3 separate regions of the Zea mays genome follow, and regions 2 and 3 are each linked to region 1. A link is a contact called in public Hi-C data. All regions are on one chromosome and are shown on one strand. The core of a region is the stretch at or near the end of the contact, and the rest is flanking DNA. Distances in the headings are between cores, read along the strand shown. Region 1 holds the start of LOC100274435 (Protein NRT1/ PTR FAMILY 3.1). Region 2 holds the start of LOC100285798 (hsr203J). Region 3 holds the start of LOC100191417 (Pentatricopeptide repeat-containing protein).

What was found. A called contact is a pair of places that touch in the nucleus more often than the background predicts.
Region 2: a contact with region 1 is called in a Hi-C map of ear, with 1.8 times the contacts expected there. The contact joins the promoter of LOC100285798 here to the promoter of LOC100274435 in region 1. A contact is called at or near these places in 4 of 25 Hi-C or Micro-C datasets (bundle sheath, ear, leaf and 1 more).
Region 3: a contact with region 1 is called in a Hi-C map of bundle sheath, with 2.8 times the contacts expected there. The contact joins the promoter of LOC100191417 here to the promoter of LOC100274435 in region 1. A contact is called at or near these places in 5 of 25 Hi-C or Micro-C datasets (bundle sheath, ear, leaf and 1 more) and 1 of 3 datasets of contacts at active chromatin or transcription factors (leaf).

Annotation. Positions count from the first base shown.
Region 1 is chr6:157,782,055-157,786,741 of Zm-B73-REFERENCE-NAM-5.0, reverse strand. LOC100274435 (Protein NRT1/ PTR FAMILY 3.1) reads left to right here and starts at 1,258. Exons shown (of 3, transcript NM_001148794.1): 1 at 1,258-1,474; 2 at 2,212-3,028; 3 at 3,375-4,430. The coding sequence starts at 1,378. The coding sequence ends at 4,269.
Region 2 is chr6:157,651,100-157,655,857 of Zm-B73-REFERENCE-NAM-5.0, reverse strand. It overlaps LOC100285798 (hsr203J), which reads right to left and starts at 1,567. Exons shown (of 1, transcript NM_001158688.2): 1 at 189-1,567. The coding sequence starts at 1,489. The coding sequence ends at 410. It overlaps LOC103630352 (probable carboxylesterase 15), which reads right to left. Exons shown (of 1, transcript NM_001355592.1): 1 at 4,652-4,758. The coding sequence ends at 4,701.
Region 3 is chr6:157,592,848-157,597,757 of Zm-B73-REFERENCE-NAM-5.0, reverse strand. It overlaps LOC100191417 (Pentatricopeptide repeat-containing protein), which reads right to left and starts at 1,317. Exons shown (of 1, transcript NM_001136851.2): 1 at 1-1,317. The coding sequence starts at 1,224. The coding sequence ends at 19. LOC103631518 (auxin-responsive protein IAA1) reads left to right here and starts at 1,907. Exons shown (of 1, transcript XM_008652412.2): 1 at 1,907-2,428. The coding sequence starts at 1,976. The coding sequence ends at 2,428. It overlaps LOC100284360, which reads right to left. Exons shown (of 11, transcript NM_001157255.2): 10 at 4,746-4,820; 11 at 4,147-4,610. The coding sequence ends at 4,332.

The DNA of each region.
Region 1 (4,687 bases), core at 9-2,508:
GACACCCAAATAGAGTTGAGAGGACCTTTTTAAGGGTCTACTACTCTACTTGATCATAGGAGTTAAAGCAAAACGACTAAAAAATAGTTACCTTAGAAGTTAAAGATCTAAACAGGAAACACTAAAGGTGACTAAAAATTTATTTTAGTAACTTTTAGCTCCTAGAAAGGTCCTCAAAATATTCCTAAGCTCTTGAATCCAAACTTGCCCTAAAAATATTGTTTTTCACAACAACTCTCCCACCTTCCCCTGGGTATTTCTAAAAAGGTCCTCATATCTCCATCCTTATGTCTTGTTTCTACCAACAGGTTGTTTTACACCTGATTTATCCCTAGTTTTGGATCAAAATATAGTAATAATAATACTGTGCTTTCTCGTGTGGAATGAATCTCCAATTTGGACAACAACATAATGTTAATGATAACCACGGTCCACCACCAAGTTGATAGTGAAATGTTTAATTTTAAAACCTCACTTGTTTCTTAACATTTTATGAGAATTAATGCAAATTCTCTAAAACAAGTCTCTGGTTAATGACTGGTATAGATGGCCACCAATACATTTGTTTGTCCATTGCTTACTAGTATGCAATCCATGCAAATATATATAGCATTGTAAAACTAAGAAACTATTTTAGGTATACAATTTCTAAAAGTTCATGTGAATAGTAAAAAAGATAATGGTCCTCAAAGTTTAAACTTTTGCATATAATTTGAAATGATATTGATGTATGACTTATGCGAATAAGCGTAAAACGGGGAGGACTGTTCCCTAAGGACATATACGCCTCTGGATCGGGTTTTCAAGTATAAGAAAGCAACTATAAGACTCCATGATATAATGGAGTGTCTTTAAAATCAGTCACATCATAAATATAGTTAATAGATAATATGTATATAAAGTCGTGTAGAGACAGATTCTTAAAAAATACCGTCTCTTATTTTTTTACTTAACCTCTTAAAGACTGATTATCTATCCTTCCAAGGAAAAACGTAGTACCTGGGTGTGCCAACATTAACCGGCCACAAAGTTAATTAAATTCCTAGATAATAATCGGCTAGATACAAAGCTAATAATATGACCAATCATGCACTCATGGTTCCTATAAAAAAAAGAGAAAAAGTTGCCGTCACACTTGTGGTCTGAACTAGCAGCCTAGCACATTGCCCCTTGGGCGCCGCAGAAGTGTTTGTCTCCTGCTGGCTGGGCGTGTCTATATATACGTGCCTCCATTCTCGCATCAAAATGTAGGGCCATGTGAAGGTCGCGTTCGTTCCTTCGTTCCCCAAGGCCTTGCCTTGTTCTGGTTCAGCATCAGTGACGCTTAGCTTCACAGGAACCAGGACCAGCGAGGTCTCTGGCTCTCTGCAACTTGCCATGGGGACCGCAACGGCAGCAATGGACAGGAATGCAGATGGAGAGCAGGGCAAGAGGAAGAAGAAGGGAGGCTTCAGGACCATGCCGCTGATACTAGGTGAGGAAATCAATCGAGTACAGTATATGCCTGCATCTGCAATTCTGCATCGGCTTATGTTACAGTTGTTTACACCAATCTGTGGAGTATGCGCAAGTTGAGAAATAGACACGGCTGTTTACTGTTTCTCCCCCCCCCCCCCCCCCCCCCCCCTTCCCTATATTTCAGGTGCCTGGTTTTTTAGATAATTTGGAACAAAACTCTTATGCAATCAATTAGTATAAGTAAATTATTTTTTATCTTTACACATCAAGAGTTTCCTTTGTTTGACTATAGAAATAGTTGTTAATTATCTTTGTATCAAAGACATATAAGGTTTTATTGGATTTGTAGTTTTGTCTAACTGGTTTTTTTATTCTCGGATCCTTTTTATTTACATTTTGGTCGGTGATTCATCACAGTCCAAAGATGCAGTACACATCTAGCGAAGATTTCGAGCTCTACGCCTCTACTTAATCGTGTTCACAATTTAATATGTTCCGTCCATTAATTCTCGTTTTTTTATTATAATGTCCTCGTCTAATTCTACTGCTGCCAAACCGTAAACTAGACTGAATGACGTACGGTAAAATTGGTAATTAATACTGTGAGAAATTAGTTGGTGAACCAAGAAAGCTAGGACCGATGAAGACGATGCAACGAACAATTGCATCAGTGCAAGTGCAGTTCTTGGCCTGTGGGTGATAGATGTCGTTCTGACAGTCTCTCATGCATGGCGTTGTCCACTGCATTTGCAGCAAGCGAAGTCTGCGACCGGTTTGCCACGGCCGGCTTCGGCGCCAACCTGATCACGTACCTGACGCAGCAGCTGCACCTCCCGCTGGTGGAGGCCTCGAACACGCTAACCAACTTCAGCGGCACGTCCTCCTTGACGCCCATCCTAGGCGCGTTCGCCGCCGACGCCTTCGCCGGCCGCTTCTGGACCATCATCGCAGGGTCCGTGGTGTACCAGCTCGGCATGGTCGGCGTGGTGGTGTCCGCGGTCCTCCCCTCGCTCCGGCCGCCCCCGTGCGACGACCCGCCGGCGGCCACCCCGTGCCAGCGCGCCTCCGGGTGGCAGCTCGCCCTGCTGTACCTCTCGCTGCTGCTCACGTCGCTGGGCTCCGGCGGGATCCGGCCGTGCGTCGTGGCGTTCGGCGCCGACCAGTTCGAGCGGCTGGACAGCGCCGAGGAGGAGGAGAAGGCCAAGGCCAAGGCGGAGGCGGAGCGGAAGCGGCGCTACTTCAACCTCTACTTCTTCACCATGGGGCTGGCGGCGCTGCTGGCGCTGACGGTGGTGGTGTACATCCAGGAGAACGTGGGGTGGGGGTGGGGGTTCGGGATCCCGGCCGTGGGCATGTTCATGTCCATCGTCGTGTTCCTGGTCGGCTACCCGCTCTACGTGCTGGTCAAGCCCGGGGGCAGCCCGTTCACGCGGCTCGCGCAGGTTGTCGCAGCCGCGTTCAAGAAGCGCAACGCCGCCGTGCCCGAGGACCCCCGCATGCTGTATCAGGACAAGGAGCTCGACGCGCTCATCTCCACCAACGGCAGGCTCCTACACACCAATCAGCTTACGTAAGTCTCCATTTCTAATTAAGTCCGGTCTCTTGTAAAAAAATAAAAAAGGAGCGAAAGTAAATTCGATAGACCTGCGTGCACGTGATGTGTCTCACGATGCCGCCTGCGTGCCGGCCCAACTTTTTTGTGGTGGTTACATTACATTATCAAAAAGGGGAAATGCAATGCAACCCCGCTACTAGTTTTAGCTTTTAATTTAAAGCAAGATCGTGCACATTGCTTTAAAATCACCTCTCTCTTTTTTGCATTCGTCCTCTGTTCCTTGCTATGCTCGCGATTTTTTATTTTTTTATTGGGACCAGCAGTAGTAACGTTGCTATATATTCTCTGTTGATGATTTAAGGTTCTTCGACCGGGCAGCAATAGTGACGGCGGGCGACATCTCCCCGTCCGGGCAACCAGACCCGTGGCGCCTGTCGACGGTGCACCGCGTGGAGGAGCTCAAGTCCATCGTCCGCATGCTGCCCATCTGGTCGGCCGGCATCATGCTGGCCACCGCCAGCTCGCACAACTACACCTTCACCATCATGCAGGCGCGGACCATGGACCGGCACATGGGGCCCCACTTCCAGCTCCCGCCGGCGACGCTGTCCATCTTCTCGAACGCGGCCATGCTCGTCACCCTGGCCTTGTACGACCGCGTCTTCGTGCCCCTGGCGCGCCGCGTCACGGGCCTGCCGTCCGGGATCACCTACTTCCAGCGCATGGGCATCGGGCTGGCCATCTCCGTGCTCAGCGTCGCCACGGCGGCGCTCGTGGAGACCAAGCGCCGCGACGCCGCCGCCCGGCACGGGCTCCTGGACAGCCCGGCCGCCGTCGTCCCGCTCAGCGTGTTCTGGCTGGTGCCCCAGTTCGCCGTCCACGGCGTCGGCGACGCCTTCTCGTCCGTGGGGCACATGGAGTTCCTGTACGACCAGGCGCCCGAGAGCATGCGCAGCAGCGCCGCCGCGCTCTTCTGGCTCGCCGCCTCCATCGGGAACTACATGGGCACGGTGCTCGTCACGGCGGTGCAGCGCGCCACGCGTGGGCGCGGCGAGTGGCTCCAGGACAACATCAACCGCGGCAGGATCGACAACTACTACTGGCTCGTCACCTGCATCACGCTACTCAACTTGGGCTACTACCTCGTCTGCTTCTATTTCTACACCATGAAGCCGCTGGAGGTGGCGGATGACTGTGACAAGGACTGTGAGCTCTCCTCCCTCCAGAAAAATGGCAGTGGCGCGGCGCTAGTGTGATGGTGTAATTAACTGGAAGACTAGAAAGCAAGAATGGTCTTGTTGTTAATAACTAGCTATATACAATCAGCAGCGCTGCAATGCACACGGATTACAATTTACTATAGGGATATTGTAGTGTATATCGAGAGTTTATAACTATAAGCTGTGGTCGAGCATGCATACGTACGGTCATAGGAAGATACAAACGCAACGATCATGATCGTGATCATGCAAGCTAAAAGCACCATCGCATACAGTTTAGTGTATTTTATTGTGTCCATACCTCTATCACAGATTCAGCTTTTCTGAGTGTCCTTTCACAAGCCAGCACTGCAAGATCTACATACGTTACAGCCAGCTCAACAATAAACATTTTTTGATATAAAAAAACGATGAAAGAGCGATGTTCCATAGTATGAATTGTAGTATAATTTTA
Region 2 (4,758 bases), core at 318-2,817, 130 kb after region 1:
GCCTTAGGGTTGCTGCTGACCACAACAACATAACTGATTGGAATGGGATTGGGGTCTACTCTGCTTGTGGCAAGTGATTATAATGTGGTAGCTGTGTGGCTAGCATCATTCTAAATAATAGCCCAAACAGTTACGCAAACATATATTGTATTGATTATTGAAACTCAACTATTCAATACATATAAACTTGGGTAACGACCTTTAGTTTTGAATGAAATTCGGAAATGCATCACTATATGCTACAGCATGTGGAGCCATCCAGTGGTTGTATGTAGGTATATCACCACACATAACTGAAGTTGATAGCATTTATATACCGGAACAAATTTGGTGATTCCAAGCAGCTCACGTATCACGTAGCACATATGATCAGTATCCCGCACGTACGTGCGGAATAATACGTCCTTATTCAATGGCGTGAGATGAAGCTCTTGATGGCATCGATGAGCTCTCGGGCTCGTTCCCCGGTGGTTGAGTCCATGTCGACGGCGTACTTGTTAAGGTAGAAGGAGTGGCTCATGCCGTGGTTGATGAGCACCTCCACCTCCTTGCCAGCGGCGCGCAGCGCGTTGCAGTACTCGAGGTTAGTGTCGCGGATGAGGTCGTTCTCGGCCACGGACACAAGCAGCGGCGGCAGGTGCACGGACTCCAGCGGCGGCGCCTGCGGGCCCATGGGGCAGGTGAAGGGGTGGTCCTTGGTGGCGCCCTCCGGCAGCGCCAAGGCAAGGAACTTGTCCAGCATGTCCAGCGTGAAGAACACCGAGTCCGCCTTCGTCTCCAGCTCCGACCGGCTCCGGGTGGCGCGCACGAACCCCGGGTGAATGGGGACGCCGCCGGCGACGCGGAGGGGGGCCCAGCTGCCCGCGTCCGCCTCCCTCGCCACGCGGGCCGCCACGAGGTGGACGAGGTTGCCGCCCGAGCTGTCCCCGACGAGGAACACCCGGGACACGTCGGCGGCCTCGCGGAGGAGCGCGGCCGCCGGGTCGTCGAGGGCGCCGTCGTCCTCGGCCAGCGCGACGGAGCGGAGCCTGCGGAGCGCGGCGACGCCGGCGTCGATGTGCGCGGGCAGGCGCCGCTCGGGCGCGAGCGGCAGCTCGACGGCGACCACCACGGCGGGGACGGCGCACGCGAGGCGCGCGTAGAAGTGGTGGTACATGAGCCAGGACGGGTGGGAGATGCAGAAGCCCCCGCCGTGGAGCTGCAGGATGACGGGCAGGCGCGCGCCGCCGGCCTCCACGTTCGCCTCGGGGAGGTACACGCGTAGGTTCGGCTCCCCGGGCAGGTCGTGGAGCGTGTGCCCGTCTCGCGGCACCGCGTACGGCGCCACCGGCTCCATCAGCGGGAGGGCCTCGCGCGGGCCGGTCCACGTGCGGTCCACGCTGCCGTCCTCCAGCACGCGCAGCCAGCCGGAAACCTCGTCCACCACCTTTCGGCCAACCGCCGCTACCACCTGCGGCTGTGGCTGCTGCTGGACATTGGCCGTTGCCATCGGTGTTGCTGCGGAGACTGTGATGTGCACCGGGGAGAAGGGTCGACGAAGTTCGTGCGTCGTTGTATGAGTACGTCTGGCCTGCGCACGGTGGAGCCGGGCATTTTATAGGCAGCGGTTGAGGCAGTTGGTAGCTAGAGAATCGAGAGGCCAGAATCCCAGCGCGGGGGTTGCGTGTGGTTGTGCTTACCTTGCCGCTCATGGTTGGGCGATCTCGATCAGAATTGCGGGTTAATTCCTGACGTCCGTCGTGTCGTCGGAACAACCGACCGCGTGAGAAGAGCAGCAGCGCGACGCGACGCCGGGCCGGAGGTGGCTGTGTGCCGTGTGGCTTGTGCTGCATGTGAATTGCGGGTTCCTTACTCCTGAGGACCTGGGAATTGCATGTTAGTTTCGGGTTCCTGAGAAAAATGATATTTCAAATTTCAGCGATATTTTACCAGAACTGTAGGGTCAGGCTGCAGTTGTCGTCTTCTTGCTGCAACACCTTAACGCGGGGAGTTCGTCGTCTTGCTGCAATTTCCGAGCAGAGTGACTCCGGAGTATGAACAGGGGCTTCTGACCAGGGAAGGACTACAGTCTAGAGAACACTTTAGTTGTTAGCTAGTCTCCTCCGGTCAGTCAGGTCAAGGATTATAAGCTATTTCTAAGCAAAAAACGAGTGGAATAAACTGCTAGAAATTTTAGGACGTGGAAAGTTCGGCAATCGTGTCATCAGCTGGCTACTCTGATCAGGACACCAAGTTTAAGTCGGTCATGTGCAAATGGCGGTGACCACATGAGAACCATTCCAGATCTCATTTTTCAACATGAAGTAGCTTATATCGGGGCTTTGAGCTTCACCAGTTGGGGGTTCTCCGAATAGGCTAGCGAAGTCTTGATATGGCTAGGAGGCATAACCCATGGCCAGCGCCTCCGTGCGAGCCATGACCACCTCCACCATGTCGAATCGAATCCCGTAGGGGTGGTGTGGGAAGGTGGCTGGCGATGCTGGGTGGAGGTGAACGAGAGCACAGTTTGCAAGGTTAGAGGTGGGACTAGGGTCGTGTTTGTTTTTGATTTTTCTAGCTTCTAGGCCGCGGTCAGCTCAACACTCTAATTTCTCCCCAATCCCTTCCAATCCTCTAGTAATTTTCTTGTCATCAAATCAGTCCTAAGCTTTTCAACATGCTTCTGCGAGAATTGGTTTTGGTGAAAATTGTCTATGAGCCTATTCATGTTGGTGTGGCAAGCGATCCATCTAGGTACGCAGTCGTGAGGAAGTCTAGATGACAAACACTGACAGATATGTGGAGTCCAATATTCCATATTGTCATGAAGAGTGGGAAAAATAAGGAAGAAATGAGAGCTATCGCTGACATTTGTCTTCCTCTTTAAGCTGTTCTAAAGATCGTAGAATTACACCGGGTATGTGCTCGTGCGTTGTCACGAGACGAGAGAGCAGGTGGAACGACGCCTAAACTACAAATATAATTATTGTTTATTTCTAAGTACTAAGATATATGTGTCTGATAGTTAGCCTCAAATTTCTAGAGCGGGGGCGTGAACTCGAGTGCTCGCTTTGCACTATTTTTTGCCTGCGCTGGACGTGGATGTGGAGCCGTGGTAGTACCAGATGCCCACATTAGGTTCTTAATAGAGTAATATAGATTTGTGGGCGGAGGTGTACACTATAAATATACACTAAAAAGAAGTGAGGCTACGTATTTATATATATGCAACACTGCAAGCGGAGACCAAATGGGTCAAATCACTTGGGTAATTGTTTATATAAGTTAGCTTTCTGATGACCTTATTGTAAATTTGTAATGGATCTTATGAGTAGAATCGAAGGGAGCCTATAAACTTCGAGTCATCAATTACTGATGCACTTTCTCTGTCGAAAAAAAACAATAGAACTTATATGAGTCAAACTAATTTAAATTCGATCAAATTTATAATGAATAGTTGCCAACACAACAAGAGGAAAATTGTGGTCCACTAGAGAAGTGAAAACCCATGTGACACACGACCAGCACCTAATTAGGCACGACCATCATGTGGTCTCACTGCCGGAGGCTTAACAGCATGAGGCAAAGCACATCTAGACCTACAGGACGTCTCTGAACAGAAAGCTCATGAACACCATGAGATGGACGATTCATATTCCCTCTACTCAACTCAGAACCATGTTGCTCATCTCTCTTCCTCCTAAAGCAAAACACAGCCAAATGTCCATCCCTTTCACAATATTCGCAATGGAACCTCACCTCTGACTTGGGTGAAATATGTTTGTGGGAGTAGTTCTTTTTGGGTGGCTGGGGAGCTCTAGAAAAAGGATCACTAGAGATGTCAGGTAGGATGTCAAGTGCGTTCATAAGATGGCTAGGTTTTGGACACCACACTTGTTTCTGAGGTGGGGCTCTCACAGGCTCCACAAATACTCCATTTCTCACAACAGGGATGACAGATTTGGGTGGAGTGATTTTGACAAGCTTGAAGGTGGCTGGATGTTTTCTAAGGATGTCAATCCACTGCACTCACCAACCTTCCTAAAACAAGCGTCACTCTCAGCTTTAACACCAAAGTCTAACTCTGGTCCGCCAGTTCTCCTCTTAAACTAATTGACCAACATACCCAACTGGAGCTCACTGCTAGATACCCATCTCAATACTGATCGAAAGTATGTGTGTTTTCTCCTCTATCCTAGTCTTATCGTGTTTATAGGACTCAAGCGCGAACTACAAACCCTGACACAGTGCACACTGTGCAGGTACAGGTGCCCTCCCTAAGCTAGCCTTCTCACAAGGCTATCCTAGCGATCTTCTCTGCTAGCTCAGTCTGCAAGGCAGGACAAGTATGACACGCACCCAAGAAGTTAGACCTAGATTGAAGCTCGTCGCACTCATCTAGCAGGGTGGCGTACTTGGTCTACAATGTGGCGATGTTCGACATGTGAAGGGCACAACCATCACATTCAGTCTCGTCGAAGACCACAATAGAAGCTCTAGCAGACTCAAGCTCCCTAAGCTTGCTCTCATACTTGCTCTTGAATTCTTTCCTCTCACAAGCAACAAGCCTAAGTAACTTGTCGCGACTCGCCAAATTAGCCACCAGCTCATCTACCTCAGCGACAAGATCATCAATAGAAAGTGATACCTCGGAGGTGGAGTGAATTGATTCTTCAAACCAAACTTATATAATTTGTGGAATAAACTCATGATGCATCGCATCATCTAAAATGAATTAATTCTTCAAACCAAACACCCCCTAAATGCTTGCAAGGGTGC
Region 3 (4,910 bases), core at 68-2,567, 190 kb after region 1:
AGATTTTGATCAAACACTTCAGACTCTATTGCCCAGTATGTGGAATCTATCAGCATCTAATTCAACTGAACTATATCCAGGAAGCTTGTTGACTTTAAGTTCTTTCATGAATCCTCTTATTGTCTCTGCGTCACTATACCTCCCAGCATCTGAATATATGTTTGCCAAGCTCATATAGTAGCCGCTCTTTCCAGGAGACATGCCCATCAATCTCTTGGAAACCCATTCAGCAGACTCCATTTCTCCATGCACTCGGCAGGCTGCAAGTACACCTCCAAGCATGGCCTCGTCGGGCTCACAAGGCATTTCCTCTATGAGCTTCATAGCCTCGACAACATGCCCTGCTCTCCCAAGCATGTCAGCCATACAAGAGTAATGTTTCAGTTCAGGCTCAATGCCCGACAGTTTCATCCCCTTGAAGATAGCATATCCTTTGTCCACCATGCCAGAATGTGCACAAGCTGACAATGCCCCAAGAAAAGTGACTGAGTTCGGTCGGATTCCTTCGGCTGACATTCTATCGAAGAGTCCCAATGCAACATCAGAACGCCCATTCAAACCATGACCAAGGATCAGCGCACTCCACGAGATAACATCCCGCCTAGGCATCCCAACAAACACCCTCTGGGCGAATGCAAAGTCCCCACACTTGACGTACATGTCCACAAGTGCGTTCCCAAGGGGCAATGGCATCCCTAGGAACCTCCGGATACAGCAGCCGTGCACACTCCTTCCATGGCGGCGCCACCCAAGCTGTCCACAAGCGAGCAGCAGGCTGATCATGACCACCGCATCCAGCTCCATCCCTGCTGCCACCATGCTACCAAAGAACCGCATAGCCGCGTCCGGTTCCCCACCCTGCGCGTAGGCGGACAGCATAGAAGTCCAGAGGACAGCATCCCGCTCGCGCATTCCATCGAACAGCCTCCGCGCGTCGGGGAGGTTCGACAGGCCAGCGTAACAAAGGACGAGCGCAGACGCCACGAAAAGGTTTTCCTGGGCCCCGAGTTTGACGGCGAGCGCGTGGGAGGTGGAAGCTAGGCCCGCGGCGCCAGTGAGAGTGCAGGAGCGGAGCACGGGTGGCAGGGTGAAGTGGTCCGGCGGGATGCCCCGCGCGAGCATGTCCCGGAACGTGCAGAGCGCTTGCGCAGGGCGGCCGGAGCGCGCAAGCGACGCGAGGAGGGAGTTCAAGGAGGCAAGCGTGGTAGCGGGGCCAGGCGGCATCCGGCGCTGTTAGCGATTGCCTGCTGGGTGCTGCTTGCAACGCACCAGGGACCGCCGTCTCGCCTGCCGCGCGGCAGGGAGGTGAGCTACGCCGCCTACGCCTACGCGTTTAGCGACGAGAAGTGGACGTGGACCTATCTGCGAATTGCGACTGGGCTGGAGTTATTTGAGTGTGTAACAATCTCGTCCCGCGGCTTCGCCACTATATTACTCCGCGGCTGCGCATCGCCAATTTAGTATTATGCAGCACATATCTACGTCATATTAGGACTGTTATTCTCCCGAGCTCTGTTACCGTCTATGAACTATGGTAAAAGTCAAGTTTGTCCCTGCCGTAACCACGACGCAAGCAGCCCCTCCCCTGCTCCTCCTATCATCTTCCCCCAGGCGAGCTCCACCAGCTGGATCTCCAGGGAGCCCCTGCGACCTTGGTCATGGCCGACCTCCACTTCTCCCTTGGCAGGCGCTGCCCTCCTCTGGTCCGAGCTCGAGCAGGTGAGCTCGCCCCATGGCCTCGGCTCCTAGCTTGGCCCCTTGCTCCCTCAAGCCGGCAAACAGGCGCCCCTTCCCTGCTACAGCCGAGGCCCCTTCTCTTCCTCGTTCCTCCCCATCCGAGCAGCCTCCTCTTTGTGGGTGGAGCACAGCTCCTTCCCCTTCGCCCTTCCTCCCTCTCTCAGGCCTCCCTCGCCCACAGAGTCAGAGCGGAAGCCGCCGAGCTCGGAGCCCAGCACGCTGCACGCCGCCGCCGGCCATGTCGGTGGATACGGAGCGGAGCTCCACCGAGTCGTCCGCGGCCTCCAGGCTCGGCTACGAGGACACCACGCTCGCCCTCACCCTCCGCCTCCCGGGCTCCGACTCCGACCGTTCCTCCTCGCTCGCCGCGCCCTCCGACGCTGCGCCGTCACCCAAGGCGCGGGTGGTGGGGTGGCCGCCGGTGAGGTCGTACCGCAAGAACGCGCTCGCCGACTCCAGCAAGGCCAGCCGCGCAGCCAATTTCGTGAAGGTGGTCGTCGACGGCGCGGCCTACCTGCGGAAGGTGGACCTCCAGGCGGGTGGCAGTGCAGACGAGGTTACAGACGGCGGCGCGGGCACCTGCTGCTGGCAGACGGGGTCGCGGGCTCCTGCTGGCAGACGGCGGCGCGGGCAGATGTTGGCAGACAGCGGCGCTGGCACCTGGTGGCAGACGCCGGCGTGGTCACCTTAAGGCAGACGGCGGCGTGGGCAATAGATGAGTAGTCGCAATAGAGAATGGACTCAAACGGCTAGGGGTAGATTAGGACGAAGGGGTACATAAACTTCATCAACCGCAAGAAAACACACGGTAACAGAGCAGGGGAGAACAACAGTCCCAATATGGCGCGGATATGTGCTGCATAATACCAAATTGGCGATGCGCAGCTGCGGAGTAATATAGTGGCGAAGCCGCGCGACGAGATTGTTACAAACTCAAATAACTCACTGGGCTGAGAGCGTGGCGGGGCTCGCTGTTCGAGGCCTAAGTTTTATTTTAAAAACTAGTCTATCTTCCGTACAAACTCTAAAATGAGATATTTTACATTCCAAAATCTACCAGAGTAAAAGTGTTTTTTAAGGCGTTACATCCTTTTTCTTAGTTAAAAAAAATCAAACAAACACATGATAAGGTTTTGAACTTGGAAAAATATCTAAGCTTCTAAAAATTCAAAAAAAGTCTTTGAGATAAATTGGGATACAACAAAGCCCAAATAAAAAAGTTAAATATCATGAAAATATATTTAGTATCTTCCAAAATGTAATTTTTTCTCTTGGAAACATGATGTGGAACAAAAAAATAATGCAAGATACATTTAATTCTGATACATTCATGCAATCATGCTAGTTATATCTCAAGTTTTGGTATGAAAATTTTTCAAAAATGTGTTTAGATCAATAGCAATGTTTTGACTATTTTCTAGATTTTTGTAAGCATTTTCTCCATTTTCCCAAACATAAATATAGTGTTTCAGAGTTTTTAGATATAATTTAACAGCTCGAAATGCTTTATATTTTTTGTCCAAATTATCTCTAGAATTTTTGCAGTTTGTTTATAATCTTAAAGGTACCTTTTATGGTTTAAAAATCTTATTAGGTATCACTAGATATATATAAACCTTATATTATTAAAGAGGTACACTTTTTCATTTATTTTTTGTTTACTTCCTAGCAACGGGAGGACATTGGATAACTATACTCACGTTCTCCATGTCTCGAATACGATCCATACTCTTAATCCATATTCATATGATATGAGTTAGGCTATCCACAGTAGATTGTGTAAAGTAGGAGATTTGTATTATTAATTACATAGTGAATTTTGTAATAGTGGATGAGATAGGATAGCTACTTGGAAAAATTCTCATCCAACAATGTTGAATATGGAGTCCTATTTTAGTACATATTTGATCATGACATACTTACTTATCTCGTTAGATTATTATACATATTGGGTTTCTTTGCATGCTCGTTTTAACTAAAAAAGTAATGAACCCACTTCTAACCACTGGAGGGAAGCAATTCAAACGAGTTTAAGAGTTGAGTGAATAAGATATCCCCGTCCTAAAATAGAATTCGTTTCAGGGTATTAATGCTTTCATATAACATTTGATTTGATGTATGCATTTTATATATGTATCTAGATGTATTGTCATCTATTTGAATATGGACACAAAAATACAAAGCTAAAACAACAATATGTTGGTACCGAGCGAGTATCAAATTTTAGAGTTCAAGGAATTAAATGTTTTTTCTCTTTTGACCTTCATCTACTATATTGCAATGGTTTGATTTACTTCCTCAAAGTAAAAAAAATGAGCGTTTTAGCGTGTACAAGTATTGAAATTAGTTGTCTTTCTCATTGGGTGGTTGGAAGTTAATCAACCATAAGCGAGGTAAGTTAAAGCATCTCCAACGGTGACTTAAATCCCTGCCTCGTGCTGGGAAAGAAACAGTCCGTAATTTTTTGCGACTAATGAAAAGAAAATTAGGGTAGCAAAGTCTGGAAACACGCATAGACACTGGAGTCAAGACTATATAGTATGTAGGTCGATCAAGTGAGAAGTCAATCGATGGTCAGAGTAGGTGATTACACTTCAAAGGGTAGAAATGTCTGAGCAGTCCTTGGGAAGGGCAACATAGTTTGCTGGTGCCACAGCAGTCTTGACAGCTTCCTGCACCCTTCCAGAAGATGGCCTACCCTTCCGTGACATGGGGGTAGAAACACGGCGGCTGGTCGGAGTTCCACCAATAATATTGGCATTAGAGCTCTGCCCAAGAGGCTTCCTTGAAGAAAGAGGACGGATAGGGCTTGGTTTCGTTCCGAACTTGGCACCTTGCTCTGTAGCAAACTGTTCTTGCAGTTTCTTCAATTCCTGATAACAGTTGAACATCGCAAAAAAAAAAAAGCTATAAAGAAAACGAACTAAGGTAAACTACAAAAACATAGCATGCTTGACATAACCAGGACTTTGTGGAACAGAGGATATTATGCAAAATAAAAAACCAACCCTTGATCGGCGCTTTTCCTCTTCTTTTTGCTGTCTTGTACAGGTGTATTCATCTAAACAGTCCAACAGCCTCACCTGTACACAAGTATACCAAATTAACAAAGCAAAGATCTACTCACAGTTTCAAACTAACAAGCCCTTTTTGTTTGACAAGAGCAATGAGTA